Linked DNA regions of Oryctolagus cuniculus: region 2 is linked to region 1. The links are chromatin contacts, called in public Hi-C maps. All regions are on one chromosome and are shown on one strand. The core of a region is the stretch at or near the end of the contact, and the rest is flanking DNA. Distances in the headings are between cores, read along the strand shown.

Evidence for each region. A called contact is a pair of places that touch in the nucleus more often than the background predicts.
Region 2: a Hi-C map of an unstated tissue shows a contact between it and region 1, with 5 times the contacts expected there. The contact joins the enhancer-like site here to the promoter of NICOL1 in region 1. A contact is called at or near these places in 2 of 6 Hi-C or Micro-C datasets (ear pinna and an unstated tissue).

The regions. Positions count from the first base shown.
Region 1 is chr2:841,367-847,972 of mOryCun1.1, reverse strand. NICOL1 (NELL2 interacting cell ontogeny regulator 1) reads right to left here and starts at 3,153. Exons shown (of 4, transcript XM_051836715.2): 1 at 2,902-3,153; 2 at 2,183-2,336; 3 at 1,978-2,066; 4 at 89-1,255. The coding sequence starts at 2,309. The coding sequence ends at 953.
Region 2 is chr2:1,024,135-1,030,740 of mOryCun1.1, reverse strand. It overlaps POLN (DNA polymerase nu), which reads left to right. Exons shown (of 25, transcript XM_051836667.2): 4 at 2,095-2,568; 5 at 4,014-4,195. Among named protein-coding and RNA genes, the nearest start is that of POLN, 42 kb to the left of the region's middle. Within about 2 kb of position 4,105, at least 1 of the 8 cell types and tissues checked has an H3K27ac peak or open chromatin away from gene starts, as enhancers often do.

The DNA of each region.
Region 1 (6,606 bases), core at 1,904-4,403:
GGGCCAGCAGCAGCTTCCTGGATGGCCCTCCGGCCTGGCTCCGGCCCTCCTCCACACCCCAGATAAGTCTCTCCAACGAGCGCCCGGCTGTACCCCATCTTTTTTATTGTAAGATTTATTTATTTGGAGGTCAGTTACAGAGAAAGGGAGAGAGAATCTTCCACCCGCCGGCTCACTCCCCCCATGGCGGGCCGGGAGCCTGGGAGGGGGCAGGGGCCCAAGCACTGGTGGTCTCTGCTTTTCCCAGGCCTCAGCAGGAAGCTGGATGGGAGGTGGAGCAGCTTTGCCCCATCCCCCACCTTTTATAGTGAGGAGCCCCAAGGGTTGCATGGGGTCAAGGCTACAGACCACGCACACCGGCGCACAGGCGGACGGAGGATGCCTGGCCCAGGGCACACAACAGTCTGGCCAGAGAAGCCTCAGCCGATGGCCTCCCCTGCACCCCGCTGGCATCGCCCAGGCCAGGAACCCCCGGCCTGGCGGCCTCCGTCCCCACGGGGTCCCTCGCTGGCCTGCTCCTGGGGCCGCAGGGATCCTCCCCACCATGGCGGGGCTGCCGAGGGAGCAGTGTGTGTGCACGGAGGACCTGGCCTGAGGGGCCCTGCCCAGACAGGTAACAGTGAGGACCACGGGCCCTGCCGCGGTGGAATGAGCGGGTGAAGGCCCGGGCACCTTCCTGGGACGGCGGTGCAGGTGCGCCCCGTGGCGCCAGGGCAGTGTCCCGCCTGCAGGGAGGGGCACTCACTCCCTCCACGCCCCCCTGCGCCCCTGGACTGCCTGTCAATAAGCACACACTGCTTTGATAAAAGCCTCTAATTTTACTAAAATATTTACAGAATGAACCAAGGGGAGGTGACTGCTCTGCGTGGAGACCCCTGGCAGGTGCACGGGGGCGTGGCTGTGAAAATGGACCCCTGCTAGCTCCCCTCATCCCCTCCCCCCTCCCACCAGCTCAGCCTCCCAGGAGCCCCCAGCCCCAGCCCCCATCGCGGACGAGCCTGTCTCCATGCCCAGCCTCAGGGCAAGGCAGGCCAGGGAGCGCCCCGGGGTGTGGCAGGCTGACAGCAAGGCCCTGGAGGGCCCAGCCGGGAGCTCCCAGGGACACAGCGGCACAGCGGAGGCCTGGAGCAGGGAGGCGGGACCGGGAATGCTGGTGGTGGTTATTGGCAGGGAGCAGAGCTGGCCCCGGGTGGTCAGCGCCCCGAGGGCCAGCAGGCGCACAGGGCCCGGCGTTCAGCCTGCAGCAGGAGGGTGTCTGTCTGCAAAGCAACAAGAGGCCATGAGGGTGGACACGGCCCGCCAGGGGTGGACGCAGCCTACCTGGGGTGGACGCAGCCTGCCCAGGGTGGACATGGCCTGCCTTGGGTGGACACGGCCAGCCAAGGATGGACACAGCCTGCCCAGGGTGGACACGGCCTGCCTGGCATGGACACTGCCTTCTGGGATGGATGCAACCTGCCTGGGGTAGACACTGCCTGATCGGGGTGGACATGGCCTGCTTGGGGTGGACACGACCTGCCTGGCATGGACACAACCCACCTGGGGTGGACACTGCATGCCTGGAGTGGACACGGCTGCCAGGAACGCCCCCTTCCCTCGATGCCCCCCCCCCACCTGCGCTGGGTCCCGCCTCCCATTCCACTTCTTCCCACCAGATCACTCCTGACAGCTGCTCTCAGGAGGCCTTAACCCCCCCTCCCCAGGGACAAAAAGGGGCCGCTCCTCCAGGCGTGGGACCCGCCGGGGTCTCCCCTTCTTCCCACCTCCGTTCTCCCTCTTTCTGGTAGGAGCGCGAGTCCCTGTCGCCGCCGTCCCCGCCCTCCGGACAAGCTCTGGCCCTGGGCTGTTCCTCCCGCCCCCGCCCGAGCAGACCCTCCCGGGCGACTGCGTCCATTCCGGGTGCTCGGCGGCCGCAGGTGCAGCCCAGGCCGGCACCCCCACGGCGACTCGCGGGGCTCCCGGGCCCGCAGGGCTCACCCGCGCGTCCAGGCTGTAGGCCGTCTTGCGCAGGTCCTGCAGGGCGCGCTGCATGAACTCGAACGCGTGGCAGTCGACGCACGGGCGGCCTGCGGGGGGCGCGGGTCAGGGGGAGGGAGCGGCGGCCCGGCCCGGCCCCGCCCGAGGGGCCCCAGCCCGCCCACCGTCCCGGGGACAAAGGCCCGGGGCCGCGCCCGGCACCTACTCTGCGCGGGGACGGCGCTCCCGGCGGCGGGCTCGGCGCGCGCCCCGGCGCCCAGCAGCGCGACGCCCAGCAGCAGCAGCAGCAGCGGCGGCGGCCTCGGGGCGCGGCAGGCGGGCGGGGAGGCCATGGCCGGCGGAGGGAGCCCGGGGCCGCCCTGCGGAGGGCGCGCGGGGTCAGCGGCGCCGGCCCCGGGCCTCCCGCAGCCCGCGGCCTCGGCTCCCCGCCCCGGCCCCCGTCGCGGCCGGCGGCCGCCACCGCCCCAGGCCCTGGCCCCGCGCAGCCCTGTCCCGCCCGGCGACCTCGCTGGGCCCACCCCCGGGCCTGCGGAACCCCCGCCTGCCCGCCGACCCCGGGCACGACGGACCCACCGCCCCCCACCCAGCCCGTCCCCGAGCCCCGAGAACCCCACCCCGCAGCCCCGCCCCACCCTGCCCCTACCGCGGTTCAGGGATCCCGCGACTGGCGGCGCGGGCGACTCCGAGGACGGTCTGCGTGTCGCGCATGCGCCCCGCCTGGGTCCCCCCACCACCCCTCGGCGTCGTCATGGAAACCCGAGGCTGTGCGGGCCGCGGCTTAAAGGGACAGTCGCGTTGGGGTCCCCGCAGGCTCTCCCTGGAGCGGCGGATCCCAGAGCGCTGCGTGGAGGCGGCGGTGGTTACAGACGCGCAGCCTCCGTCCCCGGCCTGGGACAGCGGGGCGAGGCGAGGGAGCCCACCCACCTGCTCGGTGCCCAGGGAGCCCCCTCCCCGGGGCCGTGCGCTCGGGCCCGGGGCGCCCTCGCTGCGCCCGCGCCTGCGTCTCTCTCCTCCCGCGTGGGGCCCGGAGCCCCGGCCGCGTCTGCCCCCTGGCTGGGTTACCCGGGGGTCGCCCTGTGGGAGGGACGGGGCGCTGCGGGGACTCGCGACGCGCCCCGGAGGACGGCGCCGGCCTCGCGTGCGCCCCTCGCTCGGGCCTGCCGCACCCCGCCCGGCCCGACGGCGCAGGTCGCTGTGGCAGCAGGCGGGCGCGTGGCCGTCACACGCAGGCGAAACCGAGCTTGGGCGCCCCGCGCCCGCGTTCCCTGCGACGCCCGCATCCGGGCGCTGCTGGGCGGCCCCGCCTTCCGCGTCCCCTCCGCCCCTTGTCCTTGTCCCCTGGACGCCGCCAGCTCCGCCTGGTCCAGACCCCGCAGGTGCACGGGCTTCGGGCAGGTGGTGCGGTACAGTGGCCGCGGCCGGCCACGCGGCTGTGCGCCACGGCCGCCTCCGTGGCCCGCTCAACGCCGGCTTTCTGTCCCCAGCGCTCCAGCTCTGGCGCCTCACCGAAGGGGACCTTAGCGTGCTCGTCCCTTGGTGACCAGCTGCTGTCACTCAGCACGTCCTCAGGGCCCGTTCGTGGGCAGCGCGGGGCACTCGGACCCCATCCGCCTCTCTGCTGTCAAGGAGACCCCCCCTCCCCCAACTATTTTTTTAAGAGGGCACCTGCTGGGCAGGGGCTTGGGGCAGCTGTTAAATCACCTCCTGGGAGTGCCCGGTTGGAGTCCCGGCAGCCCCACGCGTGATCCCGCTTCCTGCAGGTGCTTGAATCCCTGCCGCCCACTCGGGAGACCCGGATGGAGCTCCTGGCTCTCGGCTTCAGATCCACACCCAGCTGCTGCGGGCGTCTGGGGGGTGACCAGGGGATGGACAATATCTCTCTCCCTCCCTCTCTCGCTCGATCTCTTCCTATCTCCCTCTCTCTCTCCCTCTCTATGCCCCTCCCCCTCTCTCTCCCTCCCCCTCCCTCTCTCCCTCCCTCCCTCCCTCTCTCCCTCTCTCCCTCCCTCTCTCCATCTCTCCCTCTCTCTCCCTCTCTCTCCCTTCCTCTCTCTCCCTCTCTCTCTTCCTCTCTCCCTCTCTCTCTCTCCCTCCCTCTCTCTCCCTCCCTCCCTCTCTCCCTCTCTCCCTCCCTCTCTCTCCCTCCCTCTCTCTCCCTCCCTCCCTCTCTCCCTCTCTCCCTCCCTCTCTCCATCTCTCCCTCTCTCTCCCTCTCCCTCTCTCTCCCTTCCTCTCTCTCCCTCTCTCTCTTCCTCTCTCCCTCTCTCTCTCTCCCTCCCTCTCTCTCCCTCCCTCCCTCTCTCCCTCTCTCCCTCCCTCTCTCTGCCTCCCTCTCTCCCTCCCTCTCTCCCTCCCTCCCTCTCTCTCCCTCCCTCCCTCTCTCCCTCTCTCTCTCCCTCTCTCCCTCCCTCCCTCTCTCCCTCCCTCTCTCTCCCTTTCCCTCCCTCTCTCCCTCTCTCTCTCCCTCCCTCCCTCCCTCTCTCCCTCTCTCCCTCCCTCTCTCTCCCTCCCTCTCTCCCTCCCTCCCTCTCTCCCTCTCTCCCCCTCCCTCTCTCCCTTTCTCTCTCTCACCCTCTCTTCCTCTCTCCCCCTCCATCTCTCCCTCTCTCTCCCTCTCCCTCTCTCTCCCTTCCTCTCTCTCCCTCTCTCTTCCTCTCTCCCTCCCTCTCTCCCTCCCTCCCTCTCTCCCTCCCTCTCTCTCCCTTTCCCTCCCTCTCTCTCCCTTTCCCTCCCTCTCTCCCTCTCTCCCTCCCTCTCCCTCTCTCTCTCCCTCTCCCTCTCTCTCTCTCTTCCTCTCTCTCCCTCTCTCTCTCTCCCTCCCTCTCTCTCCGTCTCTGTATCTATCTTTCAAATACAGTGGAAGTAAAGCATTTTGAAAAGGAAACTGAAAACTAGCCAAGTGGGAATATGGAGCCCAGTTCACAGGGCTCCGTGCACGCTGGGCGCAGGTGAGGCGCGTCCCTGAGCTGGGACAGAGGTCAGCAAAGTGCCCGCCCCCGTTGAGAACAAAAAGGTGAAATCCCTAAAAAAAAAAAAAAAGGAAGAGAAATTGGCAGTTGCCGTTGGGTCCTGTAAGGAGGCCTAACCCGAGTGTGACTGGGGCCTGGGTTCAGGTCCCGCCAGCGCCCCCTGCTGCTGATCCAGCTTCCTTCCGACCTGGAGAACAGGAGGCCGCGCCCTGGTCCCTGAGCCCCTACCACACGCGGCTCCGGGCTTCTCTGCCCCGCCCGGCCACGCAAGCATTGGAGGGGTGAGGCCGAGGTTAGCAGCTCTGTCCGTCCGTCGTCCCTTTGGCTGTGGGGAGGGAGGAGCCGATGGCCCTCGGCCGCACTCGGAGAGACTGTGGCTCGGTGTCTCCAAGACTGGAGAAAGACGCCGACACACAAACTCAAGGCCGCAGTCAACTCCCTGCAAGTTCAGGTTCGCGAGTGACAGGCGCTCACGGGAGGCCAGGGGTGAGGCAGGGCTGGGCGCCCGCACCCACACAGCCCGGCCCTGGCTGGTGCAACCGCTGGGTGGAGACTGAGTCCTGCTACCCGCGTCCCCCGATAAGGGACCCAGCTGGGCTCCCACAGCGGCAGAAGCAGCTCCACTCTGCAGGCCGAGAGGATTCGTGCTGCCCCCATGATTTCCAGCGCTCGGAGCAGCGCCGCGCAAGGAGGCAGCAGGACGGTGAGGCCGTGCGGGCCCGGCATGGCCCCCGAGTTCCGGAACCCCCAACCTCGCCAGCCGGCTCAGCGCTGCCTCTGGGGAACCCAGGCCAAGGCCGACAGAGGCTCCCCGGCCCTGTTCGCGGAGCTGCGCGTGGACTGGGCTGCTGGGTGCAGGGGGACAGGGTGAGGTCTTGCATCCACCGCGGGCTGCGGGGTAGTCACTGTCGTTTTGACTTAGTTTCCCTGATGAGCAGTGAAGGGGAGCGAAGTTGCTGATGCTCCCGGCCCCTGGGGTCTCTCTCTCTGTTACCGGAGAAAATGCAGGGTTCCTGTCTTCGCGCAAGAAAGAATTCAGGTGTGAGACAGAGAGTAGTGGGAAGGAAATAGCAAGGTTTATTAGGGCAGGGACATCTGTAAGAACAGATGGGCACCTCTCCAGACAGGACCTGAGAGAGTGCACAATCGCTCGGACTGGGGGAGAGCGAGGTTACATGGCTGAGTGGAGGGATTCTACCTGGGCAGGCAGGCGGGCGGCTCAGCAGAGAGGCAGAGGGCTGAGCGCACAGTCCGGTTGAGGCCGGGGGTGGGGGTGGGGGTTAAGGAGATGGGTCTCTGTCTTCACACATCTCCTCCTGAAACAAAGGAGTTTATGGCTGTAAATACTAAGAAGCTCCTATCTGAGTTTTCCCCTGAAGGTATCAGACAGGAGGAAGCCTCGCTGGCGCCATCCTGGGTTCAGAGGAAGGGTGAGCAGGGCCCCCTGGAGAATGGGGATCAGAGCAGGGTGTTTGAGATGCAGAGACTGGGCTGCACCTGGGAGACTGTGGGAGACTGTCAGGCAGGAGGGGCGGGGACCCCCACCTGGCAGGTTATCGGGTAGAAGGGGCAGGGCAGGGTGCGAAGGCCGGGCTGCCCCTGGAACACTGCCAGCAGATGCAGTGCTGGACATGGACGTCCTCTCTGTAGGCCTTTATGT
Region 2 (6,606 bases), core at 2,856-5,355, 180 kb before region 1:
GCCGCAAGGTGGAGGATTAGCCTATTGAGCCACGCCGCCGGCCGCCCCTTGGATTTCTAAGGCAGAGGGCTTAAACGTTTTTATTCCCTTTCTTGCAAAAGAATTTTGAAAAGCCATTTACCTCGTAACATAGTTTAAAGTTGAAATTTAAAATATTCATCCCAAATTTAAAAACTCTTATACCACCATTTAAAATATATCCACTACAGTTAAATACTGAACTCTGCCGATTTGATGTTCATTCCTTTTAAAAATAACTTAGCGAGGCCGGCGCCGCGGCTCGGTAGGCTAATCCTCCGCCTTGCGGCGCCGGCACAGCAGGTTCTAGTCCCGGTCGGGGCACCGGATTCTGTCCCAGTTGCCCCTCTTCCAGGCCAGCTCTCTGCTGTGGCCAGGGAGTGCAGTGGAGGATGGCCCAAGTGCTTGGGCCCTGCACCTGCATGGGAGACCAGGAGAAGCACCTGGCTCCTGGCTTCAGATCAGCGCGATGCGCCGGCCGTGGTGGCCATTGGAGGGTGAACCAACGGCAAAAGGAAGACCTTTCTCTCTGTCTCTCTCTCACTGTCCACTCTGCCTGTCAAAAAATAATAATAATAACTTAGCAAGATCTTCAACAGTTTGAAATTTTATATTTTTCTTTTGATCTTTGAATTCCTTTTCTTGTATATTTCTCTATACAATTTTTAATTAGTATAGTTTTATGCTAAACATTTCTTGAAAACTATATTACGTTCTTTAAAAAATCGTATTTTTCTGCAATAAAAATAAATATTAAATTTTCCATTCTATAGGACCAAATATTAAAGCATTTCCTTTAAAATTAATATTAACATACAATTTTTCAAAACAGCATGTATTATAACTTTGAGAATAAACATAGAAAATAATATATTATTGCAAGTGAATCATATAATGGAATGGGATACTTTTTCTCCCTTGGTTAGTTTGTGACCTAAGCTGTGTTTTTATTATTTATTATTTTTTAAAGATTTACCTATTTATGTGAAAGAGTTTACAGAGAGAGAGACAGGGAGAGAAAGAGATTGATCATTCATTTACCCAAATGGCCACAGTGGCCAGAGCTGGGCACGTTCAAAGCCAGGAGCAGGAGCTTCTTCCAGGTCTCCCACACAAGTGCAGGGGCCCAAGGATTTGGGCCATCTTCCACTGCTTTCTCAGGCACATTAGCAGGGAGCTAGATTGGAAGTGGAGCAGCCGAGACTTGAACTGATATAATATATGGGATGTCAGCTGTGCAGGTAGTGGCTTAACTGGCTGCATCATTATGCCAGCCCCTTTATTTTTTATTTTTAAGATTTACTTATGTTATTTGAAAGGCAGGGTGACAGAGAGACAGAGAGGCAGAGAGAGACATCTTCCATCTGCTGGTTCACTCCCCAAATGCCCACAGCAGTGGGGCTGGGCCAGACAGGAACCTAAAAGTCTACCCTGGTCTCCTACATGGGTAGCAGGGACCCAAGTACTCGGGCCATTATCTGCACTAGCATTAGCAAGGAGCTGGATCAGAAGTGGAGCAGCTGAGACTGGCACTCCAACATGGGATGCCAGCGTTGCAGGCAGCCTGTGCCCTGGTGCTGGCCCCAGATATGCATGCCTACCTTGGTTGAGAAAAATCACTAGAGGACACCGTGTATGTTCTTTTGAGAGTTTGGCTGGAGCAGGTGTGTGGTGCAACAGATTAAGCCCCTGCTTGCATTGGAGTGCCAGTTTGAGTCCTGACTACTCCACTTCCAATCCAGCTCCCTGCTAATGCACCTGGGAAAGCAGCGGAAGATGACCTGAGTACTTGGGTCACTGCCGTCTGTGTGGGAGACCTGGATGGTGTTCCGGGTCCTGGCTTCTGCCTGGCTCAGGCCTGGCTGTTGTAGCCCGTGGATGGAAGATCTTTTTGTCTCTCCCTCTCTCTCTCTGAAACTCTGCCTTTCAAATAAATAAAACATAAATCTTGAAAGAAAAAAAAGTTTGGTCATAGTGATATAAATCTTATATTCCCTACATTACCTTATATAAATTTGGTTTATAATCTATCTTTTGGGTCCATATTAAAATGAAGTATTTTCTACTTTTCTGTAGAATGTTCTGTCTTTGACAAGTCAGACTTCAGGAAGTTCCAGCAAGCTCTCTTCTCAGTCCTGCAGTACCTGGCCCACAGATTGGCTGTCTGCTGACCAGAAACCGAAGAACAGCCACTCACTGGCTCGTTCTAGTTGTTCAGTTCCACAGTGGACTCCAGAGGAAATGGAGTGTACAGGAAAGCATTTCCTCACGGACAGTGTGAAGCAGGGAAGTAAAGAAAGCATGACTCTTAAAAGGAAACACAGTGCACACGGTAATTCACCCGAGAGAGCAGGCACACGGACGGCACCGGACGAGGCTGAAGCCCACCTAAATTCTGGGAACTCAAGAGCAGTCAAGGAACATCTTTGTGACATTAGGTATTTGGATGATTTGACAAAAAACCAGCTGATTGAAATGCTCAATCGGGCAGCAGCTCTGGTGGTCACTCTGATGTATAAGGATGGTTCAACCCAGCTAAGTGCTGACCAGGTCGGTAAACTACTGGTTTTTGTTTGTTGTCTGGCACTATAAAAGAAGTGCATTGTCCTAGCATCTGACTTTTTTTTTTTTTTAAGATTTATTTATTTACTTCAGAGGCAGTATTACAGACAGAGAGAGGGAGAGACAGAGAGAAAGGTCTTCTATCTGCTGGTTCACTCCCTAAAAGGCCAAAACAGCCAGAGCTAGACCAATCTGAAGCCAGGAGCCAGGAGCTTCTTCCAGGTCTCCCACACAGGTGCAGGGGCCCAAGGACTTGGGCCATCTTCTACTGTTTTCCCAGGCCACAGCAGATAATTGGATGGGAAGTGGAGCAGCCAGTTCTTGAACCAGTGCCTATAGGGGATGCCGGCACTGCAGGCTGATGCTGACCCTACTATGCCACAGCACCAGCCCCACATCTGATTTTTAAAAAATTATTGATTTGAGAAGTGTATGTGTGTTGGGGGGGGCTGGGGTTGGAGTTGGAGACCACCCATCTGCTGGCTTGTTCTCCAGTTTCCCACAATGATTATGGTATATCTTTGTTATTTATTAAATCTGATTTCTTTCATCAGCATTTTATAATTTTCAGCACACAGGGCTGTATGTGTCTTGTTGATTTATATCTAAGTATCATTTTTTGCAATTATGAATGATAGTTTTAAAAAATGTTAGCTTTCACATGTTTATTGTAGAATATACTTGCAGAAATACATTTGATTTTTAATTTTTGTATTTAAAGATTATTTATTTGAAAGGCAGAGTTACATAGAGGCAGAGAGAGAGGTCTTCCATCCACTGGTTCATTCCTCAAATGGCCACAATGGCTGGAGCTGTGCCAATCCAGAGGCAGGAGCCAGGAACTTCCTCTGGGTCTCCCACATGGGTACAGAGGCCCAAGGACCTGGGACATCTTCTACTGCTTTCCTAGGCCATAGCAGAGAGCTGGATCTGAAGAAGAGCCACTGGGTCTTGAACCAGCGTCCATATGGGATGCTGACACTGCTGCAGGCTGAGGCTTTATCCGCTGTGCCACAGCACCAGCCCCAATTTTTGTATTTTGATCTTGTATTCTGCAACCTTGCTAAGTTCCAGGACTCTTTTTTTTTTTTTTTTTTTTTTTAAGATTCCTTTAGCTGCTTTATGCAGATATTCATGTTATCTGTAAATAGGGACAGTGTAATGCTTCCTTTCTGATTTATATGCCTTGTATCTCTTTTTCCTGTATTGGGCTGGCTGAGACTTGCTTTGTGATGTTGGATATGTTAGAGGCCAGATGTAGAGTTAGATCATGGGGTTTGGTTTTTATGCTTGACAGTCATTAAAAGGCTGTCCATTTCCAAGTTTATTTTTAGGCCTCTTCTATTTCTGTCCACTTCATTAGGAAGTGTGACATCTTTCTTGAATAGATGTATTGTCTCTGTTCCATTTTGAAACTTATTGTCTATTTACAGGCTGTCATTTCGTCTGTCAAAGGAATTGTGGTGCTACTGAATTGCCAGGTGGAGGGCGGCAGTGCTGCTCCGGCTGCTGCAGCCAGGGGGAGTATTCTGGATGAGGATCAGTGCATCTACATAAAAACAGAGCACTCTTGTCTTGCCAGCCAAGAACAGGAGGCACACAATCAATTTGCCAGGTAAGAAATCTCCACTCGTTATCTGAAGTCCTACTTACATGCTTGCTTTACCCTCCCAAGTCCCCCAAACTCCAGTATTCATAATGTAAATGTTTAAAAGTTTGGTGTGCAAATGGAATGGCTCTAAATGTTAGAAACCTCTGCAAACACTGAGCCACTCTTCTCCAAAGAGCTTCTGGAATGGAGGTTGCATTCTTCCTTGGAAACCTGCTCCAGGATTGGAGTCAGCTTCATGGTGAGAAGCTGGGGAGAGGACACCATCCCAGGCCCTGCCGTGGCCCGAATCTCAGCTGTTTTTCCCCACCACACTCATTCACTCACTCACAGCATTAGAAAATTAAGTTATTGCTGCAGGAACACAGTAAATTATCCTCCATACCGCAGAGGTCAGCACTAATTTCAAAGCTCCATGTCTGCAACTAGAACCTGTCTCACCTGACCCTGCCCTCCTAGAATCAGGACTGGGTCGCAGGCAGGGATGTTCCTGTTGCCCAGACCCTTTATCAGCTCCTGCTCATGTCTCAGACCAAGTGGGACATGCTACGATGGCCTTTGAGGCCTGCCTCCTTACAGTTCCTGACCCTGTGGAGCTACCTCAGCTCAAGGCCTTGTTCTGTCCACTCCCTACAACAAACAAACCAGAAGTGAATTGTGAAACATGAAAGTACAGAGCAGTAGTCACATCCTCCTAGACCAACATGATCAAAGATTTTTTTCTTTTTTGACAGGCAGAGTGGACAGTGAGAGAGAGAGAGAAAGAGAAAAAGGTCTTCCTTTGCCGTTGGTTCACCCTCCAATGGCCGCCATGGCCGGCGTGCTGTGGCCAGCGCACCGCGCTGATCCAATGGCAGGAGCCAGGTACTTATCCTGGTCTCCCATGGGGTGCAGGGCCCAAGGATTTGGGCCATCCTCCACTGCACTCCCGGGCCACAGCAGAGAGCTGGCCTGGAAGAGGGGCAACCGGGACAGAATCCGGCGCCCCGACCGGGACTAGAACCCGGTGTGCCGGCGCTGCAAGGTGGAGGATTAGCCTAGTGAGCCGCGGCGCCGGCCCAAAGATTTTTTCATACTTCATCTCCCTCTCTATGAGGCGGAGGAGGGAGCTGGAATTTAAAGAAAACCCCATACATGTAAATCACCTTGTACGTCTCAAGACACAGCTCCTTTGTTTTTGTTGTTAGAACTACAATTCCATTTCAAACGTAAATTGAACACTCAGTCCACATTTGAAGTTACTTGACTGTCTCAGAAATGTCCTTCCATCACTGTCTTAGTGGGATCAGGAACCCACCAAGGCCCACACGTAGCCTTTGGTGTCATGCCTCTTCTAATCTGAACACCTCCACCCCATCTTGCAGAGGTGCCATGTCCTGAGTTTATCTGTTGGTGTCCCTGTGTGGTTCTTTAGCTTGTTCTCTTGTACTCCATAGTGACTGTAAACTGGAATTCAGTTTTAAAGCCTTGGTTATTCAGGTCCAACATTTTTTGCAAAACACCTCCATGCTCCAACCGTGATGCAGCTCAATGACCAGACTTAGCAAATAAAAATACAGGACACTAAATGTGAATTTCAATTAAACAACAACTAATATATTAGTATAATTGTGTCCCAAATGTTCATGGGACATGCTTATCCTGAAAGAATGAATATATGACTGAAAATATTTAAATTTTTTTCAGATAAAAATTATTGACTTTTTCTAAAGTTCACACTTACCAGGGTGTCCTGTGTGTCTTATATGATTACCTTTTTTTTTTTTTTTTTAAAGATTTATTTATTTGAAAGAGTTAGAGAGGTGGAGACAGAGAGAGAGGCCTCCCATCCACTGGTTCACTCCCCAGATGGTTGCAACGGCCGGAGCTGGGCTGATCCGAAGCCAGGAGCCAGGAGCTTCTTCTGGGTCTCCCACATGGATACAGAGGCCCAGGGACTTGGGCCATCTTCCACCGCTTTCCCGGGCCATAGCAGAGAGCTGGACTGGAAGAGAAGCAGCCAGGACTAGAACCGGTGCCCATATGGGATGCCGGTGCTTCAAGCCAGGGCATTAACCCACTGCACCACAGCACGCCAGCCCCATCTGGGTCAGGTGATATCAGCAGGATACCTTCATTGTAAATTTCCCCACTAAACTTTCCCTTTGTAGTTTTGTCCTTGGATAAGTATCATCTGAATTACTTATTTGATAATGGCTAGCAACTTGGTGATTTTTTTTTTAAAGAAAGAATTATATATATATATACAGAGAGAGACAGGAAGAGTGAGAAGTCTTCCATCCACTGGTTCACTCCCTAAATAGCTGCAACAGCCGGGGGGTGGGGGGTCGGGGGGCGGGGGGCGGGGCAGGCCGAAGCCAGGAGCCAGGAGCTTCTTCCCGGTCTCTCGCGTGGGTCAAGGGCCCTAAAGCTTTCCC